Regions from separate parts of the Mus musculus genome. Here region 2 is linked to region 1. The links are chromatin contacts, called in public HiChIP or PLAC-seq maps. All regions are on one chromosome and are shown on one strand. The core of a region is the stretch at or near the end of the contact, and the rest is flanking DNA. Distances in the headings are between cores, read along the strand shown. Region 1 overlaps Mgat5b (mannoside acetylglucosaminyltransferase 5, isoenzyme B). Region 2 has its middle 23 kb from the start of Gm39478.

Evidence for each region. HiChIP or PLAC-seq counts read pairs in DNA pulled down with a chosen protein or histone mark.
Region 2: an H3K27ac HiChIP or PLAC-seq map of embryonic stem cells shows a contact between it and region 1, with 5 read pairs. The contact joins two enhancer-like sites. A contact is called at or near these places in 1 of 115 datasets of contacts at active chromatin or transcription factors (embryonic stem cells) and 1 of 9 other capture datasets (liver).

The regions. Positions count from the first base shown.
Region 1 is chr11:116,938,376-116,945,299 of GRCm38.p6, forward strand. Mgat5b (mannoside acetylglucosaminyltransferase 5, isoenzyme B) reads left to right here. Exons shown (of 18, transcript NM_172948.3): 4 at 6,490-6,605. Among named protein-coding and RNA genes, the nearest start is that of Gm33829, 10 kb to the left of the region's middle. Within about 2 kb of position 2,281, at least 54 of the 459 cell types and tissues checked have an H3K27ac peak or open chromatin away from gene starts, as enhancers often do. A contact at or near this core is called in embryonic stem cells, where this site is marked.
Region 2 is chr11:117,240,131-117,246,753 of GRCm38.p6, forward strand. It overlaps a transcript of Septin9 not described here. Among named protein-coding and RNA genes, the nearest start is that of Gm39478, 23 kb to the right of the region's middle. Within about 2 kb of position 3,966, at least 23 of the 459 cell types and tissues checked have an H3K27ac peak or open chromatin away from gene starts, as enhancers often do. A contact at or near this core is called in embryonic stem cells, where this site is marked.

The sequences.
Region 1 (6,924 bases), core at 1,031-3,530:
GACTGGCATGCAGGACCAGACGAAGGAAGGTGTAGCCATCCTTAGCCTCCATGTATCTGGTAGATGCGGAGGGAAGCAGCCAGGGCTGGCACAGGGCACCATACTCTTGACCTCCCTCATCCCTAGACTGATGTGTGAACGCAGGGACGTCCCTTTATCAGCCGTGGGACATTTCCCAGTCCAAGTTATACAATAAAGGGTCAGCTGGCAGGTTTAGGCGAGCCTGTCCTAGGACTTCGGGCCCTGAGCAGCCTCTTGAGGTCACAGTGCCCACAGGGCACCGAAACAAGTTTGTGCGTACTGATCAGTCTTGGTGTGTCCGGAGCCATTTCCATTCGGGACCACAGTAGCACGGCCCTGAGTCACAGTAGCATGATGGGTGTCCATGGGCAGGTCACCCTCCCAGAATGCTGGCAGACCTCCCTCTTCACCAACAGCCTGACAATGTCCAAGCTACAGAGGAGGGACAGGGGCTCAAATAGAGCTAGGGCTGCTCCTGGTCACAGAGCTGAAGGGACTGAGCCGGCCCGCTTTGCCTGTACAGGAGAGCCAGGGTAATGGAGTAACTGCTACGTTTGTTGGAGAAGGGTTTGAAAAGGGGCCCATGACTCTAGGCCAGGCTGAGCGGGTGCTGAGAACGGCCCCTGCGCTGTGGATTTCCACCTGGGTGTCTGCTGCCTCTCAAACTGCCTGTGCTGCTCTGCAGGAGCTGCCCCTCCCCTCCCATCTCCCCTACCTCCCCGCCCCCCAGTCCAGGCTGGTTGTGGTTCACAGCTGGTTCTCTTTCCATACAAACACCTCAAGAGGGAGAGAGAAGGAAAGGAAATCTACTACTATCAGGATCAAAGGGCTGAGGGCCATGCTTCAGCTGGGGGAAGTCCTGCTGATGGCCCTGTGGGGACAGTGGACTTGTTTCCAAGGAAACTCTTTAGAACAGTTTTGGCTTTTGCAGCTTGCATTGAGGGTGGTTGTACCTCTAGGGTTTCAAACCTGTACCAGCTGGCCTTTCCTTCAGTCCTGGCTTTACTGAGTGTGGCCTCTGCTGAGTGACGTAGTACTTTGTGGCACCTCCTCCTTCCAGGGATGAGAAGTTCTGTCTGTCTGTCTGACTGCCTGTCTGTCCACCTCTGTCCCATTTATCCCAGCCTTCAACTATCTATATAGCTGAGATGACTTAGGACTTCGATCCTCCTGCCTCCAACTCCTAAGTGTTAGGGTTCCAGCACGCCCCTGTGCCCAGTTTATGTGGGGATCAAACCCAGGATTTGTGCACAGGAGGCGAGCCCTCTACCGATTGCACTCCGGCCCCCTCTTTTCTCTTCAACCCAGGTATTTCCCGAGTCACAAATCTGGGCTCAGAGGCCTCAGATCCGGCTTCGCAGCCATTTGTGGAAAAGTGTCTCAGCGTGAGGCGCCTAATTGTCTATTATTTGAAAATAGAAAGTGCTGTGTGACGTTACGTCCAGCTTAATAATAGTCATGCCAAGGGACTCTGTTTGGAATGACTGGGGCTTGTTAAGTCCGGCCAACGCCACGGCACTATTTAAAGCCCTTGCTGGCGATATGTTTTATGCAAAAAAAAAAAAAAAACCAAAAAACAAAAAAAAAAACAAACAAACAAAAAAAACAAAAACAAAACCCAAAACGCTTATTGTACAAGAGTTGCTGAATCCCCCCAAAAAGTTCAGTGGTTTTTCTCAGTGGCTGAGCCTTCACTAATTCCTGTAAGGGATGGGGTGTCTGCTTAAGTAGGGAGGTGTTGCGGGAAATATTAAAAAGAGCCGGCGCATTCCCGAGCTTGTGCCGACAACTCTCAGCGCCCCCCCCCCCCCGCCCCCCGTCTGGGCGGCTTGTTCTTATCCAGTGGAGACTCTCAGGCCTGGAGCTCCTGAAAACGTCTCCACCCAGCTCGCTAGGTTCCCTCTGGCGGGTCACTACCACGCCAGCCCCAAAACTTCAAAACCCCCCAAGCCTTTGTGGTGCACATCAGGCAAACCCACTCTTTGCCGCCGTGCAAGAGAAAGCTCTCTTGAACCCAGATGAGCCCTCTGCATGAAGGAAAACACAACACAAACTTAGTTCAGAAACAATGGTAACTCAATGGCTGGGCGCAACAACTAAAATCCTAACTTTTAAGCCTTATTAAGTCTAAATCCTCTGGTGGCAAATCCTGATGGATCTGCCCTTGGAACCGGGAGACACCCCCCACCCCCTGCTCTTTTCCACCCAAAAGTCCCTCCTACTCGCCCAATGATTGGCTCCTTTATTCATTAAGGAGCCAATCATTGGGCTCCTTAATGAAGGACCAGAAGTCACCTGAGTATGTGACTCACTCCTTGTCTGCAAGCTCTCCCAGGAGAGTGGAATTAGCATCAAAATACAAACAGCACCAGGCCCGACCACAACAGGGAGAAAAAGCAGGTTGAGAGGGACCGGGAGAGGTTGGTACAGTGGTAGAGTACCTGCCTAGCTTGTGTGAGGCCACAGGTTCAATCCTTAGTAAGCACCCACTCTATACTGGAGTGTTGCCATTCTGCCTCAGCTTAAACCCTTGAAGGAACTTTGCCTCTAACTCCTGAGTTGTGTAACCCAACCATCCCAGGCTACCCTGAGAGCCACCCAGAGGAGTCAGTTGGAAAGAGAACTTCCCACCGCCGGAGCCTGAGAACTTCTCAACCACCAGAGCCTGCCCTATGAAGGAGCGAAAGCAGCTTTCTTTGTTCAGCCAGTCGTTGGCTGATGACTGGCGTTATAGGGTAGCTATGAGTCAGGTGGCAGAAAATAACGGACATTTCACAGTTATTCCCTCCCAGTTCTGGGGCTGATGGGTTGTCCTACTGGGTTCTGGGTGGATCCTAGCACAACAGGTCAGAGCTGACCTCGGCACTTTCGTGCCCAATTGTGCCTTGGCTTCTGCCGAGACACATGCAGCAACACCTATTTAACATCTAGATAGATAGAGCACCCACAGGGCAAGAAAGTCTGTCCAACTCCAGCATAGGAGGACAAAGGTGACTCTGGCAGCTCACGGCAGCCCCGGAGTCCCTAACCTTCCCCATCCACAAGTGAGAGGGTCTCAGGTACTAGGTTTAGTATTACCCGGAATCCAGCAAGGCCTCATCTTCCCCAAGCTCAAAGACCCTATTTCCAAATAGGGCACATCCCAAGGTTATCGGAGAATGTGAGTTTGGAGATATAAATGTTGCTCAGCCTACTGTAGTCGTGGGTCTCTGGGCACATGCCCATACTGGTAGGGTTGGTCTCTGTATGAAAGGCATCCTGCTCAGACTGCAGCATGGGGAACGATGGGGTTCTGAGAGGACAGATGGAGAAATACCTACACGAAGGTGGCTTTGTGGCAGTGAGCTGGGCTCATTTCACAACTGCCAGAATGCCTGGCTGGTCCCTGTGGTAGCTGCTTGGCCCTTTCCAGCCCTGTGAACCCCCAGGCCCGGCAGCATGGTCTTGGCAGCCCTATGTGTCAGCAGATTGACCTGGTAGACATGGAGGCACCACAGCCTTGCGTACTGGGGCTCCCCAAGTCTCAGCTGTGCCTTGGGCCACCTCTTCCAGTCACTTCAGCCCTGGGTTAAGTCCCCAGCAACACATAAACCAGGCATGGTAGTGCATGCCCAGAACCTGGGAGGGGAAAGTGGCAGTGTCTGACAGAGATGCTGTCTGCCTGTCCCTGGTTGGTATGGAAGGCGGCACAATCTGCCTTTGGAACTTTTTAGTTCTCCGTCGCTCTCTGTGCTCCTTATTAGGTAAAGGGAAGAGGGGATGGTGGTCCTGACATGGCAGTTTGCTACCACTTCTCTGGCAGGCAGCTCACCTAGCCTGTGAGAGGTGAGGTTTGCGTGCACTTTCCATGACAGGTATCCGTGCAGACCAAGTACTTGAACAGGAATAAGCAGAGCTTACGCAGCAGAAGCAGCAGTGTCTTTGTGTTTGTGTGTGTCTGTGTTTATGTGTGTACATGTCTGGTTGTGTATGTGTGTACATATGTTTATGTCTGTATTTGTGTGCATGTCTCTTTCTCTCTGTCTGTCTGTCTCTGTCTCTGTCTCCTCTCTCTCTCTCTCTCTCTGTATGTGTGTGTGTGTGTGTGTGTGTGTGTGTGTGTGTGTGTGTGTGCGCATGCAAAACTGTGAAGCCAGAAAGCTAGGTGAGAATCAAAGCAAATGGAGTTTAAGTATTGAAAGTAAGTGGCTTCTGGAGAAGGCCCCGGGGCTGTGCTTGACAGGAAGATAAGGCCAGCAGAGTAGGAGCTGTCTCAATAGCAGTTTGTGCCACGCGATAAATACTTCATCTAACAACTAACACGATTCCCAGAGCACTGGCCAGTAATCAACAAGGAAATAAATTCTCCTAAAATCAAAGCGGCCCCATACTGATGGAGAAAAATAGAGGGTTTAATGTCCGTGTCCAGGGCTCTTTCAAGATCCAGGGAAGTGGGCTGTGGATGTGGCTTAGCTGGTAGAATGCCTGCTTAGCCCTGGGTCCCATCCCCAGCACCACGTGGACCAGACACAGTGGTGCTCACTTCGAGAACTTGGGGGGGGGGGGAACACAGGAGGATCAGAAGTTCAAGGTCATCTTCCACACATAGTAAGCTTGAGACCAGTATGGGCTACATGAGACTGTGGTAGAATAACGGAAGGGAGTCGAAGAGATGGCACCGTGGTAGAGCCCTTGCTGCTCAGTCATGAGGACCAGCGTTCAGATCCCTGCTCCCAATCTAGGTGGCTCACAAATATCCGTAACTCCAGTTCCAGGGAATCCGTAGGCAGCTGCGTGTGTGTGTGTGTGTGTGTGTGTGTGCGCGCGCGCGTGTGCGTGTGCGTGTTTGTCTTATTAATTTATTTGAAACATGGCCTTACTCTGAAGCTCTGGCTGTCTTGGAACTCACTGTGTAGAGCAAGCTGCCCTTAAATTCACAGTGATCTTCCTGCCTCTGCCTTCTGGGTGCTGGGATTAAAGGCGTGCACCACCACAACCAGCAAAACAAACAAACAAACAAACAAACAAACAAACAATATTTTAAAAAGATTATTTATTTGTTTGTTTGTTTGTTTGTTTTATGTATATAAGTACACTGTAGTTGTCTTCAGACACACCAGAAGAGGCCATGAGATCCCATCACAGATGGTTGTGAGCCAACCATGTGGTTGTTGGGAATTGAACTCGGGACCTCTGGAAGAACAGTCAGCTCTTAACCTCTGAGCCATCTCTGCAGCCCCTAAAATAAATCTTTAAGTTAGTGGGGGGTGGGAGGAGGTGCTAGAAATGGCTCAGCACTTAAGAGCATTTGCTGTTCTTGCACTTGAGTAAAAAGCTTAATGCATTTGTCCCATGCCTATTATCCCAGCCCTGGGGAGTCTGAGACAAGTGGGTCCTTGCTGCTCAGCCCATCTAGCCAATCAGGAAGCAGCAGGTCCAGTAAGCAACCCTTCCTCTATAATATGAAAAGTAGTAGAGGAAGATACTAGTCAACTGTGCCCCGCCTCCTCCCCCACCACACACCACACACTCTGATAACACACATCCACAGAGATACACAGTCACACATGTACACACACACACAGATACACAGTCACACATGTACACACACATACACACACACACACACACACCGACACAGAGACACACACAATCACATATACACACACACAGAGACACACACAGTCGCACATACACACGCACACACACAGACATACAGTCACATATACACACACAGAAATGTACACACACAGTTACAGTCACACACTCACACACATAGTCACACATACTCATACACACACACAATACACCACACAGACACACACAGACATAGCACACAGACACAGACACACACAAATACACACAGAAACACACAGACACACACTCACACACACAAACATATACACAGATACACAGAAACACAGAGTCACAGACACAGACACACACACACACACACACATACACTCATATACACAGACACACACATACACACACACCATACCCCCCCACATACACACCCATAGATACATACACACTCACACACAGAGACATGCACTGGAAACACACAGACACAGACACACACAAGAATGGGTTCTCAGCAAACCAGTGCTAGTTCCCTGGCGGGTCTCCAGGTTGCTGGTGTGAACTTATCTTGGTGTGAACTTATCTTGGTGTGAACAGACTCAGATGAGCTGGCTGTGCCTAGCAAAAGGCCTTTATCATCCGGGGGGGTTCCTGTGCTCATCTATTCAGGGTCTTGGCAGGAAGACAGAAGTTTCTTTGTCTGCTTCAGTCCCAGGTGCCGTGTCTGACAGAGTCAGGACACAGTAAACACAGCAGACTCGCCCAGAAGTGTGCTTTCCTGCTGTGTCCGAGGTGTGAGTCGGGCAGAGGCAGCTCCAGCTCCGCTTCTCTCCCACCTGGTTTCCGCTGTGGCCTCTGCTCACTGTCCATGGGAAGGCTTATCTCTGGCTCTCCCCTCCCCTCTAGGCTCACCCCTGGGGCCAGCCTCATTGAAAGGATCCAGGCCATTGCCCAGAATGTGTCTGACATCGCTGTGAAGGTGGACCAGATCCTGCGCCACAGCCTGATTCTGCATAGCAAGGGTGCGTCACAGCCAGGACATTGCCCTGTGTCCCCAGAGGCCAGTGCCCTGCTGGATAGGTCAGAGCCTCCAGAAGACCCATTTCTCTGGTAATGCTTGCCTAGTTCTTGGGGGCCCTACTTGAGGCTCTCAGTAGGGGGACCTGGTCTACCCCACCCTGGCCTGCTGGAGGTTGGGGAGGACAGAGTGGGCCGATGTGGTTCCTTTTGGTTTGGGAAAAGCTAGAGGCTTCTGCCCCTCTGCCGTTCTCAGGAAAACAAGAGTATATTTTGTGGGGAGCTTGCGGTGTGTCCATCTGGTAGGCCACTCTGTAGCTGTTT
Region 2 (6,623 bases), core at 2,716-5,215, 300 kb after region 1:
GTGTCCCCATCGCTTTTGGTGAAGTCTCATTTTGCAATTTCTTTCTCTTTTTTCCTCTGTGGTTTTCACTTTCTGTGTTTTATAAGAATTGTCTCTTGCCAAGTTGCAAAGGTACTGCCAGTTTTCTTCTAGTATGTTGATAGTTTCTGTTTTTATGCTTCAGCTAAGAGTCTGGGGTAAGGCAGGGTCAAGGTTCATGCTGCCCACTGCTGCCTGCTGCCGCTGCTGCTCCGTCTTTGCAGTCGCTCAGCTTTGGCTGCTGACATCTCCTTCCTTGTTGTGTGGTTTGGAAACTTCTCTTGAAAATCATTTGAGGACCGGGGCCGTAGGAGTCAGCACCACAGAAACCGTGCGTGGCTGTGGACAACACCTGTCACCCCAGCACTCACAGGGTAGGGGCAAGAGAACTGCTCAAGGTCATCAACAAACAGTGAGCTTGCGGGCAGCCTCGGGCACACAGGATGCTGACTTGAATAATAAGGAAGAGGGCTGGAGAGGTGGCTCAGTGGTTAAAGAACACTGGCTGCTCTGGCAGAGGAACTGGGTTCAGTTCCCAGCTCCCACAAGAAGGCTCACAGCTGCCCAGAACTCCTAGAAGTTCTAGGAGATCCGCCTCCCACTCCTGGCCTCTCCAGCGTTGTAAGCGGTGCTCACACAAACAGGCAGGCACACGTGCACACACATGCAAGTTCTGCACACATGCCAATTTGATTGTATAGCCCTGTGATCCTAGTACTTGGAAGCAAGAGATACGCAGATAGATCTCTTAGAGTTCTAGGCCAGCCAGGGCTACAGAATGAGTGAGACCTTGGCTCCAAAAAAAAGTTGTCTTTTTTTTTAAGCAGGGAAGGGAGAGAGTTTTGGGGCAGGATGGCTCAGAGGGTAAAACTGCCTGCCACCAAACTGATGGCCTGAGTCAGCTATCCAGGCCCCACCCAACAGAAGGAGGGACCTGACTCCCGGCATGGTCCTCTGACTTCCACACCCTCCAGACACACACAAAATAAGTCTGAAAATGCAAAAGTCCCCCATCCCTCTGCTCGTCTCTCCACAGAATCCGCTGCCTCTGCGTCTCACTGAGTGTTTCTTGCAAGTGTTGTCAGATCTCTTCCTGAGGACTGTAGGTTTTGGCACTACTGTGGCTTGGAGGGCTGTATATATACATTGCAGGACAAATAGACTGTTTCTCTTGGGACCCTGTCATAACACAGGGGTGCTCCTAACACAAGTGTGGGGAACATGGCTTCGCCCAGCACCAAGCAACCCCCTCATTCTAGAGGACTCCGCTGTCCTGTTACTCGGGCCAGCTCGGATGTCTCCAGGCAATGTAGTTCCCAAGGGTTGGCCTCCGTTCCTTAAGACTGCCCTTCCTTGGGTACCACTCAGCAAGTCTGGTCTTCTGGAAATTCTGACTCATGAGCTGTGAACTGGGGAGACTTTTTAGGGTTTGGTCTTTACTGGAGCAGCTCATACAAAGCAGGGGGCTTTCCGATGTGCCTGTCAGTGTATCAGGGGGACTGGCTAGGTTTATTCTTATGTGTTTGTGTCTATGTGTGTCTGTGCATATCTGTGTATGTGTCTGTGTGTACCTGTGTCTATGTATGTCTGTGTGTGTATATGTGTGTCTCTGTGTGTGAACGCGTGTGTCTGTGTCTATTTGCTAGTGTGTGTGTCTGTGTGCTTATGTGTCTGTGTGTGACTGTGTATCTGTATGTGTCTGTGTGTGTTGTCTATGTGTGTCTGTGTGTATATATATGTGTTTGTGAGTGTGTGTGAACATGTATATCTGTTTGTGTGTGTCTGTGTGTCTGTTTGCTAGTGTATGTCTGTGTGCTTGTATGTGTGTATGTGTTCTTCTGTGTGTGAAGGTAAGTCTCTGTGTGTTTTTGTGTGTGTCTGTGTCTGCTAGTGTGTGTGTCTGTGTGCTTATGTGTGTGACTGTGTGTTTGTATGTGTCTGTGTGTCTGCTTGTCTGTGTCTGTGGGTGGGACTGCAGGTGCTCAGAGGATAGAGTCTCTTGGGGCTAGAATTTTATATAGGTGGTTGTGAGCTGCCAGCCAAACCCAGTTTTGCAGGAGTTGTCCAGACTGAGCCATTTTTCCAGCCCCTCAGCAAGGCTTCTTTGAACACTAGAAATGAACTGGACACAGGGGAAGTTTGAAAGGCACCGGAGCATGGGACCTGAGGCGAGCCGAACTCTCTGAGCACGGATGAATCAAGTCCTCTTCCTGTGTTCCCCTTCCTGTGTGCCCTTGTGCTGTGTCATGGAGACCACCATGTGTGACAGTGACAGCTTTAGTCATCCTCCGGGATCAATAAACCCTGTCGGTGTTTAGTAACACTTGCTGATCGGTGAGAATTTTCACAACAGTTGTGGTAGCTCACACTTATGACCCCAGCACTCAGGAGTCTGAGGCATAAAGATTAACAAGAGTTTGAGACCAGTGTAGGATACACAGGAAGTTCAAGGTCTTCCTGGGCTTCATAGAAGACCATGTCTCGGGCTGGAGAGATGGCTCAGTGGTCAAGTGCACTGGTTTCCCTTGAAGGTGACCTGGGCTCAGTTCCTAGCACACATGTGGTGACTCACAATTATTGGTAAATCCAGTTCCAGGAGATCCGATGCCCACTTCTGACCTCACAGGCACTGAGTATGCACGTACATGCTGTATAGATATTAATGGAGGCAAAGTGCTCATGTGTGAAACAAAAATGAATAAATATAAAAAATTTAGGTCTCAAAAATAAAACAAATGGGCAACACGCACACACACACACACACCACGGCCTTTATATAAGTTGCAGTTAAGATCGCTGATATCATATCTGTTTCCTGGCCAGGCCCTGACTAAGCCACCAAGTCAGTAGGAGGAAGGAAGTAATGATGATAAAGGCAGAAATCAAGGAAATGGAAAAAGAGAAAAAATAAGGTCATTCTTTGTTTCTCTAAGACGATATGGAGCGACAATTCTCAACTAGATTGCCGAGCTGGAGGAGGAAAGTCCAAACAGGGGTGGTCAGGGTCGGCGGTGAGGCGGTACCCTGCGAAGTGCCGTAGGTAGAACTGAGCCTGCTGGTAGACACCTTTACTCCCAGCACTCAGAAGCAGAGACAGGTGGATCTGAGTTCTGAGCCAGCCTGGGCTACTTTTCAAGATAAAATTTATCGAGCCAGGTGTATGGAATCCCTCTCGGGAACTGAGGTAGGAAGATTGAGAGTTTGAAGCTAGCCTGTCTCAAGGGGGAAAAAAAAGGATAACCAAAGACAACATTAAAGAAGGTTAAGAAGAAGCCAGAATAGCATTCTGTCTATGATATTTAACTGTGCCGGGCGATGACGCCTCACACCTTTAATCCCAGCAATCAAGAGGCAGAGGCGGGTGGATCTCTGAGTTCGAGGCCAGCCTGGTGTACATAGTGGGTTCTGGAACAGCCAGAGAAGCCCTGTGTGGTGGTTTGAATAGGTGTGGCCCCCACAGACGCATGTATTTGTACACTTAGCCCATGGAGACTGACACAGTTAAGGGATGTGGCCTTGTTAGAGTAGGTGTGGCCTTGATGAAAGAAGTGTGTCACTGTGGGGGTGGGCTTTAAGATCTCTTAGGATTAAGCTCTGCTCAGTGTGGAGCGCAGCTTCTCCTTGCTGCCTGCTCAACTCTCTGCTCCTCCAGCGCCATGTCGGCCTGCACATTGTCATGCTTCCCGCCATGATGATAATGGACTAAACCTCTGAAACTGTAAACCAGCCCCGATGAAATGTTTTCTTTTGTAAGAGTGGCCTTGTTCATGGTGTCTCTTCACAGCAATGAAACCCTAAGACACCCTGTCTTGAAAACCTTAATTCATTAATTTACAGCCAGATGAGGTGGCCCAGACTTTAATCTCTTAGCTGAGGAGTCAGAGGCAGGGCCAGAGGCAGGAGGATTCCCTTGGCTTTCTGACCAGTCTCATCAAGTGAACTCCAGACTCAGTGGAGAGCCACTGAGGAGGACACCTGATATCTTCCACACACAAAAGGGGCAGATAAAATGGCTCAACAGGTGCCGGGCGTGATGGTGAACACCTTTAATCCCAGCACTCGGGAGGCAGAGGCAGGCGGATTTCCGAGTTCGAGGCCAGCCTGGTCTACAAAGTGAGTTCCAGGACAGCCAGGACTATACAGAGAAACCCTGTCTCGAAGAACCAAAAAAAAAAAAAAAAAAAAAAAAAAAAGATGGCTCAGCAGGTAAAGGTGCTTGCTGCTAGGCAAGGGTGACAGACTTATAACACCATGACACCATGTTTTACCTGGGTTCTAAGGATCAAACTCTATACAAATACATATTCCTACTTTAAACTTTATTTACTTTATTTATATAAATACACTGTAGCTATCTTCAGACACACCAGAAGAGGGCATCAGATCCTGTTACAGATACTTGTGAGCCACCATGTGTTTGCTGGGAATTGAACTCAGGACCTCTGGAAAAGCAGTCAGTGCTCTTACCTGCTGAGCCATCTCTCCAGCCCTCCTACTTGCTTAAGTACACCTCTTGATGTTGTTACTTAGTGGCTGTTTAATGGGTTCTAATAGGGATTCAGTATAAAGGTAAGCCTTTACCCAGCCTGCTTAGAATTAGCCATGCATGTGTGTTTGTAGATGTGGGTACAGGAGTGTGCACACATGTGTGTTTGTAGGTGTGGGTGCGGGAGTAAATGCATACACACACACATGTGGAGGCCTGATGTTGATGTTATCTTCTCTCGACTGCACTGAGACAGTGTCTGGGGCTGAACACAGAGCTCACTGTTGGTGCTGGGATTCCTTGTCTCTGCCTCCTGCATGGTTGGATTACAGGTGGGACTACCACATGGCACCACTGGGTGTACTGGGTCTCATGCTTGCTTGGCAAGCACTTTGCCTGCTGAGCCATCTCCAGTCTTTCTCTGTAATTATTATTATTTGAATTTTAATCACTACCTATGCTCAAACCACACAATTCTGTATATGCATGCCTATATAAAGAATAGCTATAAAGGGTTAAAGAAGCCCAGTCCAAAGAGGCAGGGAGCTGTTAAAGATGCAAACAGACACTGCAGGTGGTGAGAGGCAACTGTGAAGATCCCACTGTGAGAACCACTGGAGGTGTCGGAGCCCAGCCCCAGGGTTACAGCATCCTCAAAGGAAGGCACTGGACCTTAGAGGAGAGGTGCCTCGCCCACGCCCAGCCTGCTCATGGAGAGGCCCTTTGGGTTCCCACCTGCTTGAGGCCACCCTGTCTCTCTTTGGCTACTGGACCTGGCCAGATGCTGCCAGGTCCAGATCTGCCCTTGGCTGGACTTGTCCAGGAGCTGGCCCTTCCAGTGGAGGCAATGCTCTGCTCCTGCTTGGGTCACAGCGACCTCCTCCCTGCTGTGAGCTGGTAGGCAGCTCATAGGCTCAACCTGCCTCATCAATCCACAACAGTTTAGTTCCTCTTCTGAGTGGCCCTGGTGTCATAGTCATTGGCTGGACCAGGAGAGGCGACTTGCCGTGCCAGCAGCCGCAGATTTGGGGCTTAGCCTTCAGACCTGGGGTGTTGTGTAGCTGCTGCGTGGTGTGGCCCAACCTCCCTTCTCTCAACAGGTCTGGAGTGGCACCTTCTTTAGGGCAGGTTTCAGCCGCCCAGGACTGGCCCAGAGCATTGCTGCTCTTCCCTGTGTGCCCAGGGTCCTGGGATCTGCTCCCAGACCTGGAGGGAGGGGGATCCCAAAGGCACTGGCCCTTCTGTCTCACTTACTTTTCTGTTGCTGTTAAGAGACACCCTGACCAAGGCAACTTATAGTTTATTGTTTATTGGGGCCTTGCTTACAATTTCAGAGGGTGGGACCATGGCCATCATGCAGGGACCACGTGTTGGAGCCGTATCTGAGATCTTACACCTTACCCACTAAGCAGGAGGCAGAGAGGAAGCCAACCTCATAACCCACCTGCAGCGACACACCTCTTCCAACAAGGCCACACTCCTAATCCTTTGCAGTTCACCATGGGGGACTGAACATTCAAATGTGTACCATTTGGGGCCATTCTGTTCAAATCACCACAGAGGGGATCCTAAAGGCACTGACCTAGCCTTCTCCATCATCTTGTACTTCTCAGACACAAGCAGGGAGGCTCAGGCTGGGGGCTTTCTGACAGAGAACAAACATGTGCTGGACTCTTCTGCAGTGGACCCAGCCTGTGTGTGTCACCTCTGGTACTGACCCAACACCTCCAGCCCCTGCACTTACTGGTGCGCCAGGTCCGGAAAGAGGCCTGCCTCTTCTTTCCCCTGGTGTGCTTCTGTGTGTGCACATGCGTGCATACATGCCTTTGACAGAGGAAATGATTCACTCCCGAGTTCAAAGGTTGGGGTCAGAGCAGCCAGCGTGGGTGAAGGCAACTAAGGAGGGGAAGCAGGGTGGGATGAGGTGGGGACCGGAGGCTGGGTGTGTCCTGCAGAGCCAGCTCCCACACTTGGAAGCTCTGATGGGAATTACCGGATTCCCGGGAGCCACTGGAATCCAGTCTCCCAAGGGTAGAGACTGTTTCACCATGACGATAAGATGCACACAGTGAAGAAAATGTCAGGGATATATGTGCGTGCATGTGTGTGTGCACATGTA